Regions from separate parts of the Danio rerio genome. Here region 2 is linked to region 1. The links are chromatin contacts, called in public HiChIP or PLAC-seq maps. All regions are on one chromosome and are shown on one strand. The core of a region is the stretch at or near the end of the contact, and the rest is flanking DNA. Distances in the headings are between cores, read along the strand shown. Region 1 holds the start of zfr2 (zinc finger RNA binding protein 2). Region 2 holds the start of loxl5a (lysyl oxidase-like 5a).

What was found. HiChIP or PLAC-seq counts read pairs in DNA pulled down with a chosen protein or histone mark.
Region 2: a contact with region 1 is called in an H3K4me3 HiChIP or PLAC-seq map of gastrula embryo, with 2.2 times the contacts expected there. The contact joins the promoter of loxl5a here to the promoter of zfr2 in region 1. A contact is called at or near these places in 2 of 4 datasets of contacts at active chromatin or transcription factors (gastrula embryo and pancreas).

What each region holds. Positions count from the first base shown.
Region 1 is chr22:5,286,656-5,292,448 of GRCz12tu, forward strand. zfr2 (zinc finger RNA binding protein 2) reads right to left here and starts at 2,149. Exons shown (of 18, transcript XR_012397653.1): 1 at 2,046-2,149; 2 at 530-776. It overlaps atcaya (ATCAY kinesin light chain interacting caytaxin a), which reads left to right and starts at 2,181. Exons shown (of 15, transcript XM_073937043.1): 1 at 2,181-2,457; 2 at 2,943-3,080; 3 at 3,236-3,308.
Region 2 is chr22:5,352,280-5,358,399 of GRCz12tu, forward strand. It overlaps loxl5a (lysyl oxidase-like 5a), which reads left to right and starts at 4,288. Exons shown (of 7, transcript NM_001437533.1): 1 at 4,288-5,131. The coding sequence starts at 4,288. mibp (muscle-specific beta 1 integrin binding protein) reads left to right here. Exons shown (of 7, transcript NR_102288.1): 2 at 62-152; 3 at 884-1,058; 4 at 1,340-1,411; 5 at 2,216-2,322; 6 at 2,410-2,495; 7 at 2,586-3,366.

The DNA of each region.
Region 1 (5,793 bases), core at 899-3,398:
AATCAATGATCTTTGCTAAGCTAAGTTAAAACTACTTGAAGATCAGGAAGTAGTAAGATTAGCCTAAAGTTGTGCCGTCAACAAAATAGCCACTTTCCACTTTCTGTCAGTCTTATTACATGATGTAACTACAGAAGAGTCTAGCCTTAAATAAAATTATCAAAACGCTTCTGCCATTTTTGAGAGAGATGCTAATGGTCTAATCCGATTAAATGATTTATGCTAAGCTAAAAGTGCTAAAAAGTTGTAAGATTAGCATAAAGTAGTTTGATGCCTAGAAAATATCAACTTTTCACTTGCCATCAGTCATACTACAAGATGTAACAACTGAATCAAGCTTTAAATAAGTTCTCTGGTCATTTTTAAACAAGATGCTAATGGTCTAATCTGATTCAATGACCTATGCTAAGCTAAGCTAAAAGTGCTTCTGCCAGACCTGAAGTTCAGGAAGTTGTAGGATTAACCTAGTTCCAAAAAAAGTGGAGTGTCTCTTTAATATACACAGAGTGAAAAAAAAAAAAACACTGACCGGTTCAGTCAACACCTGGTATGTTTGAGGAGTGGTGGTGGGCTGCGGGGTCGTCTCAGGCTGGCGGTAGCCATAATTTGGGGCCGGATGGGGCTGGTAGGTGGGGTATGGTGCTGTTACTGCAGGACGTGCCGGCTGGGCAGTGGGTGCAGGGTATGATGCCGTCACAGCATGAGCCACTCCGGGTGCAGGCTGGACATTATAGCTGCCCGTGGTTGGGTGGGAATAGGCAGGAGGCGGCTGAGTGCTAGAATTAGGAATTGAGAATAAATTCATATGCACTCTTAAAACAAGTCTAAAGTTAAATTCTGAAAAATAATCAGACACTTGATTTGCAGTCTTAAAATGTAAACAGAGCAATGCATTAAAACCAATTCATGAAAATTAATTAAACTACTTTTAATCTTTTTAGTTTTTAGTAAGTTTTTAGAAAAATGTTCTGGCCAATAAAAAAAAAAGTTGAAATGATAGCAACAGACGCATTATCAGTACTATTAATATTGCTTGTAATATCAAGAATATTACAACTACTTATCCCTAATTTGATGGATATGATATTAGATTACTATAATTATGAAATAGAAATGCATTAAATAAATAAAATAAAAACTAACCTCATTAAAAAAAACGACATTTGATTAAGATTCAGTTTAAATTATGGCCCTAAAAAATATCGTCAAATGAACAATCTTGTATATTAAAAAGCTCTATGGCCAAAAAAGGGTCAGCAAAATTAAAATCACTGTGATATTCATCATATCGGTTACCTGTGTATCACCAGTAAAGTATCAGGAATATTCAATATTAACCCACATGTATATAAATGAACAAATAAAGACAGTTTAGCGATAATATATTATTTCTCAATGTACAACATTAGCAATTTGAAGAGATCTTTGCCTATAAGAAGACATTAAGTTCAACAACAGCATAAAAATCAATATAAATTTATGGCCGCAGAGAAATGTCATTTTTAACTACTTTATGCTTGTGGATGTAAATGTTGCCAGCCAGATTCAAATCTGCAACACCCGCATGAGCACCAAAGCACAACATTATATTGGAAATAAAAACGTGTAAGTTAACGTTAATCTTCTGTGAAATATAAAACAAGCCAATTTCAAACTGAAAAAGGTACTACATTAACATTTACAAAGATAATTTCAAGAATACAGTATTTTCTGCTAGCACATGCACAATAATGCTATCCTCACAAGGGTATACTGAATATTATACCATGGTACAGAATGTTTACCATGGTACCTACGTAGTACACGCAGAAAACCATGGTACAAATCCATAAACATGACAGCAACATTGTAGTTGAGCTAAAAATCACATAATAAGTCTTTTTCGATCATAATATCAAGCAAGCGTCAATAAATAAACAAACAACAGCAGCTCGTGGAGATGTTTGAGTAGCGGCCGCCATAATCCATTTTGAACTTCAGCCGTGTTTCTGATCCTTCTATAAATAACCGAGGTGATCACGCGCATGTGTGTTTTTGTTTTATACCTGTACTGCGGGCCGGCGGCAGCTGCAGCTGCATGTGTGAATCCATAATAATTACTGGCCGCCATCATAGAAACTTCAGCAGCAGCAGCGGCGGCGGCTTCAGCGATCACGTGGTCAACACGTGTCTGTGACGCCGCCGCCGGTCACCTTCGCGCCACTGCCCCCCGTGGAGAACCGTCATAATGTATATATTTATAATTATGTGTTTTAAACACCTATCAACGGTGTATTTGTGCTCTGAACTGATGAAATCTCGTAAAGTTAGTTTTTAAATATTTTGGTTATACAAAATTAGATGTTTTGATATATAGTTATTTTTGTAGCTTTCAGACGTCAAATGCGCGGTAAAAACTTGTTTTAACGTTTACTTTTTTATTTAAAGTTTAACTTGATGACACAAAGTCGTGATATGGTGAGTTGCTAACATTAATTTTGTTCAACTCAATCTCCACAAGTTGAACTTATTCCGAACAATTCAACGTGCAGTAGGTGAAATGGAGGCCAATAATAAATATGTAAATATCTGCATGATTATCTAAAAACCCAAATAGAAAAGAGTTTCTGTGGTCTGTAGTCTTAATTTGACATTTCTCAAGTCTCAAAACTAATAGGCCTGCTATTAATACGCCTCACCTAGAGGAAACCGTTTATTTACGTTGAGAAAACTTTCCTGGCTGACCAACAGAGGCTTCTGTCTGAACAAACTTAAAGGGACCGTTCATTCATTTATTGTTCCTCAGTTTAGTCCCTTTGTTTATCAGGGTCGCCACAGCAGAATGAACCACCAACTTATATGTGGATGCCCTTCCAGCTACAACCCAGTACTGGGAAACATCCATACACACTCATTTGCACTCATACATTACAGCCAATTTAGTTTATTCAATTCACCTATAGGCTACCGCATGTCTTTGGACTGGGGCAAACCATAGCACCCAGAGGAAACCCACGCCAATTAGGAAGAAGATGCAAACTCCACACAGAAATGCCAACTGGCCCAGCCAGGACTCGAACCAGCGATCTTCTTGCTGTGAGGTGACAGTGCTAACCACTAAGCCACTGTGTCGCCATCTTAAAGGGATCTTTTAGCCAAAAAATTTAAATTTACTCAACATTTAGGCTACTTATACTAAACAATACTATGACAGCTACTTTAACAACGTCAACATATCTTCTTTTTTGTTCAACAGAGGAAAGAATCTCTAACAGGTTTGGGATGATGGACATGGCAGATGAGCAAATGATGACAGTTTTCGTTTTTAGGTAAAGTGTCATTTTTAACTCACGTTTATTTGTGATGCAATGTTGATTTTTTTTAATTAATTTTTTTAAAATTTTTATTATTCCTGAAAATGACAGCAGAATAATTCATTTTCTTTTTGGCTTAGTCCCTTTATTAATCAGGGGTCGCAACAGCGGAATGATCTGCCAACTTATCCAGCATATGTTTTATGCATTGGATGCCCTTCCAGCTGCAACCCAACAGTGGAAAAAACCCATACACTTTCGCATTCACACACATACACTACAGCCAATTTAGTTTATTCAATTCACCTAAGGCGCATGTGTTTGGACTGTGGGGGAGACCGGAGCACCTGGAGGAAACCCACGCCAACACGAAGAGAACATGCAAACTCCAACCAGAAATGTCAACTTACCTAGCCTTGAACCAGCGACCTTTTTGCTGTGAGGCAACATTGCTACCCCACTGCGCCACTGCGTCCAACAGAGGCTTCTGTCTGAACAACCTTAAAGTGATATTTTTCCCCAAAAAATTTCAATTTGCTCACCATTTATTCTACTCATGCTGAAATGTTTTAAACTTTTATCTTGTTTTTTTTTGTGCGACACAACACATTATATTTAGAAGAATGTTAGAAACTGGCAGGAACTACTAACACCGTCAACATATCTTCTTACATGAAGAAAGAATCTCAAACAGGTTTGGGAATGTGGATGTAATGTGGCGGATAAGTAAATAATGACAACTTTTGTTTTTAGGCAGGCGCAGTGGTTCGCACAATCGCCTCACAGCAAGGAAGTCGCTGGTTCAATTCCCAGCTGGGTCAGTTGGCATTTTTGTGCATTTTTGTGTGGAGTTTTTTTAATTTGATTATTAATTAGGGACCGAGCACCGAAACGGTGCGTAGGCCCTATTGGAATTGCTCCGTTTTTTATTATTATTATTATTAGGGACCGAGCACCGAAACGGTGCGTAGGCCCTATTGGAATTGCTCCGTTTTTTATTATTATTAGGGACCGAGCACCGAACGGTGCAAGGCCCTATTGGAATTGCTCCGTTTATTATTATTATTCTTTTCCGGAATGAATCGCGATTTTGAGGGCCTTACCATGCCCGAAAACTCACGAAACTTTGCACACGCCTCAGAAGTGGCGAAAATTTACGTATGTTATGGGTCTCGGAAGTGGGCGTGGCAAAATGACTCGACAGCGCCACCTAGAAAAATTATACGGACGAGCCCCTGATCTACGAATCACGCACAAGCACGAAAATTGGCACACACCTCAAACACACCAAAACATACGAAAAAGTCTCTTGGAGCCATAACTCAAACCCAACAGGAAGTGGGATATTTTTAACTTCCTGCGGCAAATAAGTGGCATTTTTGCCATTTCCAGGCGTTGTATTTTAACAAACTCCTCCTAGGGATTTTATCCGATCAACACCAAAATTGTTTTTTGTCATCTAAAGGCCTTGGCGATGTTAAATTGCGAAGCTTTAGAGTTTTCGTCGATGGGCGTGTCCGTGGCGGCCTCGCAAACTTTGACGATTCGCCATGAAACAGGAAGTCGTTATAAATCAGGCATGCATTATCCGATCTGCCTCAAAACTCACACGTTTGATAAGAGTCCTGACCTGAACACATATACATGCCGATATCCAGATACAGGTATAGCGCCACCTGCTGGCAACAGGAAATTACATGTTTTACATCGTAACAAACTCCTCCCACAAATTTTTTCGTATCAGCACCAAATTTGGGTTGTGTTATCTTAAAGCTCTAGCGATGATATATTGTGAAGATCTAGAGTTTTTGCAGAGGGGCGTGTCCTTGGCGGCATGACAAACCTCAACGCTTTGCCATGGAACAGGAAGTCCTTATAACTCAACCACACAATGTCCGATCTGCCTGAAACTTCACATGGTTGATAAAAGTCCTCTCCTGAACACATCCTCATAACAATAATGAAGTGGGCGTGGCAAAATGACTCGACAGCGCCACCTATAAAAATTAAACTGACGAGCCCCTGATCTACGAATCACACACATGCACAAAAATTGGCACACATCTCAAACACGCCAAAACATCCGAAAAAGTCTCTAGGAGCCATATCTCAAACCCAACAGGAAGTCAGATATTTTTAACTTCCTCCGGCAAATAAGTGGCATTTTTGCCATTTCCAGGCCTTGTATCTTAATGAACTCCTCCTAGGGATTTAATCCTATCGACACCAAAATTGGGTTTTGTCATCTAAAGGCCTTGGCAATGTTAAATTGCGAAGCTTTAGAGGTTTTGTCGATGGGCGTGTCCGTGGCGGCCTCGCAAACTTTGACAATTCGCCACAAAACCAGAAGTCATTATAACTCAGGCATGCATTATCCGATCTGCCTCAAAATTCACATGTTTAATAAGAGTCCAGACCAGAACAAGTTTACATGCTGATATCCAGATACAGTTATAGCGCCACCTGCTGGCCACAGAAAATGTCATGATTTACAAAGTAA
Region 2 (6,120 bases), core at 3,038-5,537, 68 kb after region 1:
GCTTTATGTTTAGTTTGGCTTTATTGTTTTAACATTCTTTTGTGTGTTTATTTATTTTTAGTGTGACTAATGGTGGTAAAACCACCCTGACGAACAGGTTAATAAAAGCCTTACCAAACTGCTGTGTGGTTCACCAAGACGACTTTTTTAAGGTGAGTTTATTTATATGTATTATTTACTGCATATTTCTAGTTAGTTTTGTCAACTACATCTAATAGATCTTTAATAAAATGGAACAATAGCAGTATTTCTTTTCCTTTTGTTACGTTTACATTTTTAGTAATTTTAGTATATTTATATATATATATATATTTTAAATATATTTTATTTGCTAAGTTTAAATGTAGCTCTTTGTTATTTTTCCTGATTTAGTAATGCATGCATGGGTATAAAATATAATGTTACGACAATAATCCAAGTAATGATATTGGATTTAATTTGGGTCTGTTTGAAATAGCTTGTGAGAGCTCAAAAATGCTGGTCCAAGATCAGTTTCCTCCTATCTCTCAAGTTGTATTCATCAGGTTATGATGGCCGAGACCTGATTCTAGATCAGCAGTCTGGCTCTCTAGCACACATGATGGCAGATGTAGATGATGGCATTTGCTACAGTGTTTTACTGGTCACTGTTATTTCAGCCGCCGGATCAGATAGCAGTCGGAATGGACGGCTTTAAACAGTGGGATGGTAAGAAAATATATGGTAGGAGAGAAATAACTCCTCATTTTAAGCATCGCCCTCCCGTAACAAAGACTTTACAATGTCTGTCCCTCCCAACCCATTTACATATCTCTCCAGTGTGGCTTTGCTATAATTAGACATTTAATAATCGAACTTTCAGCTTTTCGTTCGTTCTCTAAAAGCTTTGCTTTTGCCTTTGTAGTGATCGACGCTTTGGATATGGAGGCAATGGTGAACACCATCAAGGGTTGGCTGGAAAACCCAGTTAAATTTGCTCGCTCCCACGGCATCCAGGTGACCCCTGCCACAGAAATGGAGGATCCCGAAAGCCAAGTGCACATACTCATCGTAGAAGGATTTCTGCTGTACAACTACAAGTGAGTGAGAGATTTGACTTTCGTAGGTCCGAACTGCATAAAGATTAGCTTCTGGGAACGTTGGGTAACATGTGACTAATGCATATTTAAGAAGGGGACATGGCGTACATACCGGCCACGTGATGCGCCCCTGCATCGCTGTAGATAAGGCGGCACGTGGATGTGCATGTGTTGATTTGCAAGCCGGCCGTGTAATCAGTATATGAATTCGCTCACACTTTCAGTGGTGTTCGCTTTTAGGTTATGACACCTTATTTTATCTTTTTTTCCTCCCCAAACAGGCCTTTGCTTGACGTCTTTGACAAATCTTACTACATCACCATCCCATATGAGGAGTGCAAAAAAAGGAGAAGGTGTGTTAAAGTCACAATTAAACATTAATTCTGCCAATATAGAAGCTGATTATGGTTGATGAGACCAAATTATCAGCCTGCCTATTAAAATTATTCTATTTCAGATATTTCCCAATTGCTGTTTTACATTCAGCACATTTTTAAATATAATAGTTTAGTAACTCATTTTAAATAACAAATTTTTTTTTGTCTTTATGATGGTACATAATATTTTACTAGTTATCTTGGAAGATACTAGTATTTTAACTTAATTTAAAGGCTTAACTATTCAAATCATTGGACGACAATTTGTTCTGTAGCGAAAATCGCGGGCCTAATAAGTTTGATCTCTGCAAAATAAAATTAATAAAATGCTAAATTAATATTATTATTAAGACGTTCTGCATAAGAGAATTATTGTATACAAATACTTAAACATATTTTGTTGAAATGTGGAAGTTTGAATACCATTAGACAGAAATTTAAGGAGAGTATTTGATAGACCTTTTTAAAAAGGTACCACCAGGAAAATTCTTAAATTATTTATCAAAAATTCATATTTAACTTTGAATTTATTTTTGTGGGAATTTTATTTATTTATAATTTCTATATTTGTCCAAGTAACTTTTTTTATTGTAATACAAGTTTGTTTGGTCATGTTATATTTTAATGTATATCAATTTTGCCATGAAATAGCCATAAGTTGCTGATGTGACAAATATATAAATAACAAATACTCTAAAAAGCTTCCTTGCTCTGTTAAAATGGCACTTAAGTTTAATCTAATAATTTTGTCTCTAACTGTGTGTTTATTATTTATTTCAGTACAAGGCAGTACACTGTTCCAGACCCTCCCGGGCTGTTTGATGGTCATGTGTGGCCCATGTACCTGAAACACCGATTCGCCATGGAGAACTGCGGTTTGCCAATCGGTACAGTATAAGGTTTTTAAACCGTTAAGTTTGTAAGTGTAATATTTTGGATTAATGCTCATTTTTGTGTCATATTTAATTCAACAGAATACTTGGATGGCTTGAAAACAAAAGATGAAATTTACAACCAGGTTTACGAAGACGTTCACAACACACTCCTGAATCGTTTATAGGTGAGGGATCCAACCTGAATGTTTTATCTGAAAATGGATTGTAAATATTTGTGAGGCGTTTTAAAAGTAACTTGTTTGTTTGTCTTCCAGCAGGAGGAGGCTGCCGCTCACTGACTGTACATTATTGTAAATACTAATGTTACTTAAGGCCTTTTTTGTTTTTTTTAACATGGAAATTTTTGTAAATATTTTGACTTGAATGTAACTTAAATCCTTGTTTTGCATTATTTTGTGGACAGAGTCCATATTTTAAGTTTTTATTATTTTTAAATTGTTTTGCCTTCCAAAGCACTCTGTTCAAAGACTTCATTCTGTTTACTACTCAGCAAATGAATTTTCCAATGTTTTCACCATGCTTGTACCAATAAACATTGTGCTTTGACTTTACACTTGTTATATTTTGCATTTTATTTAATCTACTTTTTGCTGTAAGATTATCGATATTAAAACAATTCATTTTAATGTGGTTCACTTAGCCATTGTTAAATAACATTTTAGTGTATTCTTTCTTACCAATGTCCTGGATTTAATTATGACTGTATGTTTAGCTTTATGTAAAGAATTTAAAGCTGAAGGAATAAGCAAAGAAAAATGCATATCCAAATCATTAATGGTTTTTCCCCTTGTAAAGTTGCCTTCAAATTAAGTAAAACCTAACAAATGACATGGTCTGGGTGTATCTTGTGTTTCCAAATTAGCTCATATTAAAGCATGGATTATTTTGACTAAAATATAACCTTTTAAATGCATACAGAGGTCTCCATTATCAAATAATCAGCTCTTCCTGTTACACAAATTCAAGCTCCACTCTCCTATTTATTGCTGTGTCAAATAAAAGCCTATGCTAACATTCAACCTGCATGAAAACAAACACTGTCTAGACTCTTTCCTGAATAAACCTTGAGCTCACTTTTTAAACTTGTGCTTTTTTCAATAGTGTGCCTTTTCTTATATGACAAATGCCTACACATTCACTTAAAATATTTGTTTAATGAATGAAATAAGTGGAAAGGAAAAGTCATGACATTAGTATAGTCACTTGCACTAGTGGAACGATTTAAAAAAAATATATAGCCGATTTAACTGGTAACAAAGGTATAGCTGACACTTAAATATTATTCAGTGTCTTATTGATTTGTATATGTAGCCATTTTGTTTACTTTGACAGTAGCAAGCACTTAAAGCACTAAAAAAAGTAAAAGTTTAGTTCTTACTCCCCCTAGAGGTAAATCCAATGATTTACAATGAAAGAAATACTAAAAAAGCTTATAAGCTAGTTTATAAACCTAAATCAGTTTCTTTAAATGACATTTGAAAACATTAATAAAATTAATACTTTAAAATATATTTATGTATTTAAATGTAATTTATTATTAATGTACATGGTTCGATTAATGTTTAAAAACAAGAGTAAAACCATTCCAAATTTGTGTATTTATACAAAATTATTTGTTGTTTTATTGAAGGCTATTTTTAAACAATTTTAAATAAACATTTAATTTCTGTCTGTTAATTAGTCCATTTAAAGGTGACATCTATTTTTATTGAAATGAGTGAAGCGTCACTCCTGGTCTTCCATGTGTATGTGGACAAAAGCTCTTTTAAAATGGCAGCATGTATATTTTTCGTAAAACTTCCGAGAGGAAAAAGTGGGGAATGTCCGGAGAGAGAAACGCCTTATTGTACCGCCTTCATCTGGACTTGGGCTCTTATTTATAAAAGCTTTGGGAATTAAAACATTGCACATTCTTATGCCAAACCTGCTAGAAAGTACTCAGATTATAATTTTAAGATGACTAAATATTCATTTATTTTCTGCTTATCCATACATTTATGTGTTCTGGTGTTTTTAAATACTGCACAGAACCATGGAGCCTGGCAACACAAGGTTAAGTGGGAAACTAATGGGCAGGTTTACAGTTTACTGAGCGCCAGCTCTCAGTATCATGCACCTGCTTCTGGAAAACAACATGCAAGATTCTTACTGAGGAGGCAGATTATACCAAGTTTCACAGGCAGGATTTTCATGGGACAATTTGCCAAAACAAGGATGCACACAGCTGGGCATGTGGTGCGTTCAAGCCCTGTGCCAGGCCACATTGGTTTGAATGCAAAACACATGATCTCAGGCCACATCAGGAATAATAATCAGTTGCCTTTGCATGCAAAAAAAGTTGCTTTTTCTTCAGATGAAACTCTGCGCACCCAGACCTGGCCTTATAGGACATCACCAACTGGAACAACTACACATGGACCAGTAAAAAATTCAGAGATCTCAAGGGCACCAAAACAACATAAGATTACCAGCCAACCAGTAGCAAAACAACCATCACCAGCTACCGGAAAACCACCCACTCCTGAGGAGAAACAGCATGCTAAACCTCAACCTATTAGTAATGCTACTAATAAATCTAAACTTTCCCCAAGTTTAGATGCACCTTCAGCATCTGGTAATGTCAGGAATGTTAGAAATCCTCTTGTCCAAGTTGAAGCACGAGGAGGTGAGAGTATGATTGATGATGAACCAACGAATCATCAAGCAAACAGAAACTCTTTCTATAATCTGCTCCCGTATGGGAATACCAACAGATCTCCTCAGAGAGAAACAGGTCATGGTACAAGATATTTCCTTAATGGTAAGGAAAATTTTTCTGTGTACTGATACACAATACTTTTCTGTGTTATTATAAATAACGTTTAGAGCACTCGACTTTAAAGTTTGCTCGTTTTTAATGTAGTTTTAAAGGTTATTTCTGACTCAATCGTAGCGTTTGTGTTATTTTGGCGCCCACTGTTGGCCAAATATCCAACACACCACAGGGATCTCCTCAGACGGAAACAAGTCATGGTATAAGATATTTCCTTAATGGTAAAACAAAAAAATGTGCTTTTTCGTTCTGTCTACGAATTGTAAATATTGTTTAACGCGCTCAACCGTTTTAAATTAGTCGAGTTTTGGTCAAGTAGACTCGTTTGTGGGGGGTTTTGGCGCCCACTGATGGCTAAATATTAGCTACAACTTAAAATGAGGGTTTTGACTTCATTTGTGATGTATATAGAGTAATATAAATGCCATGTTTGGTGTGTATGATTGGTGAGGAATCATCTTAAAGTAAACTATTTCTAGAACATGATTCCCTATGAAAATGTGAGCATATCTCCCCAGGGTGAGTGTAATTTTGCCAAGTAGGATGTGATCCTGGAATAGCATCTATGTTTGTTGAGCCTGGAACATTCCTGTTTGTAAATGTAATCCGTACCGTATCCTTAACCCTAACTGTAATTTATTTTTTTTTAAAAATCAGAGAGAAATAATAGTTGGATAACTATGTAGGAAACCATAATCCTAACTGTAAGGTTAACCCTAACATAAACTGTAAATGTATTCCTTAAAACTGATTGGCTGATTGGAATGTTGTTCCAGGATCAACATAGATGTTAATCCTGTTAATCTTGTCCTACTTGGTAAACTCGCACCAACCATCACCCCAGAGAGCAACAGGTCATTCTAGGTATTTCCATAAGGCCAAGACAGCATTTATGCCTTTTTATTCAGTGTACCGATTGTAAATAACAAGCCTTGTGCTTGTACAGGTTAAGCATATTTGTACTGCATGTATAACTA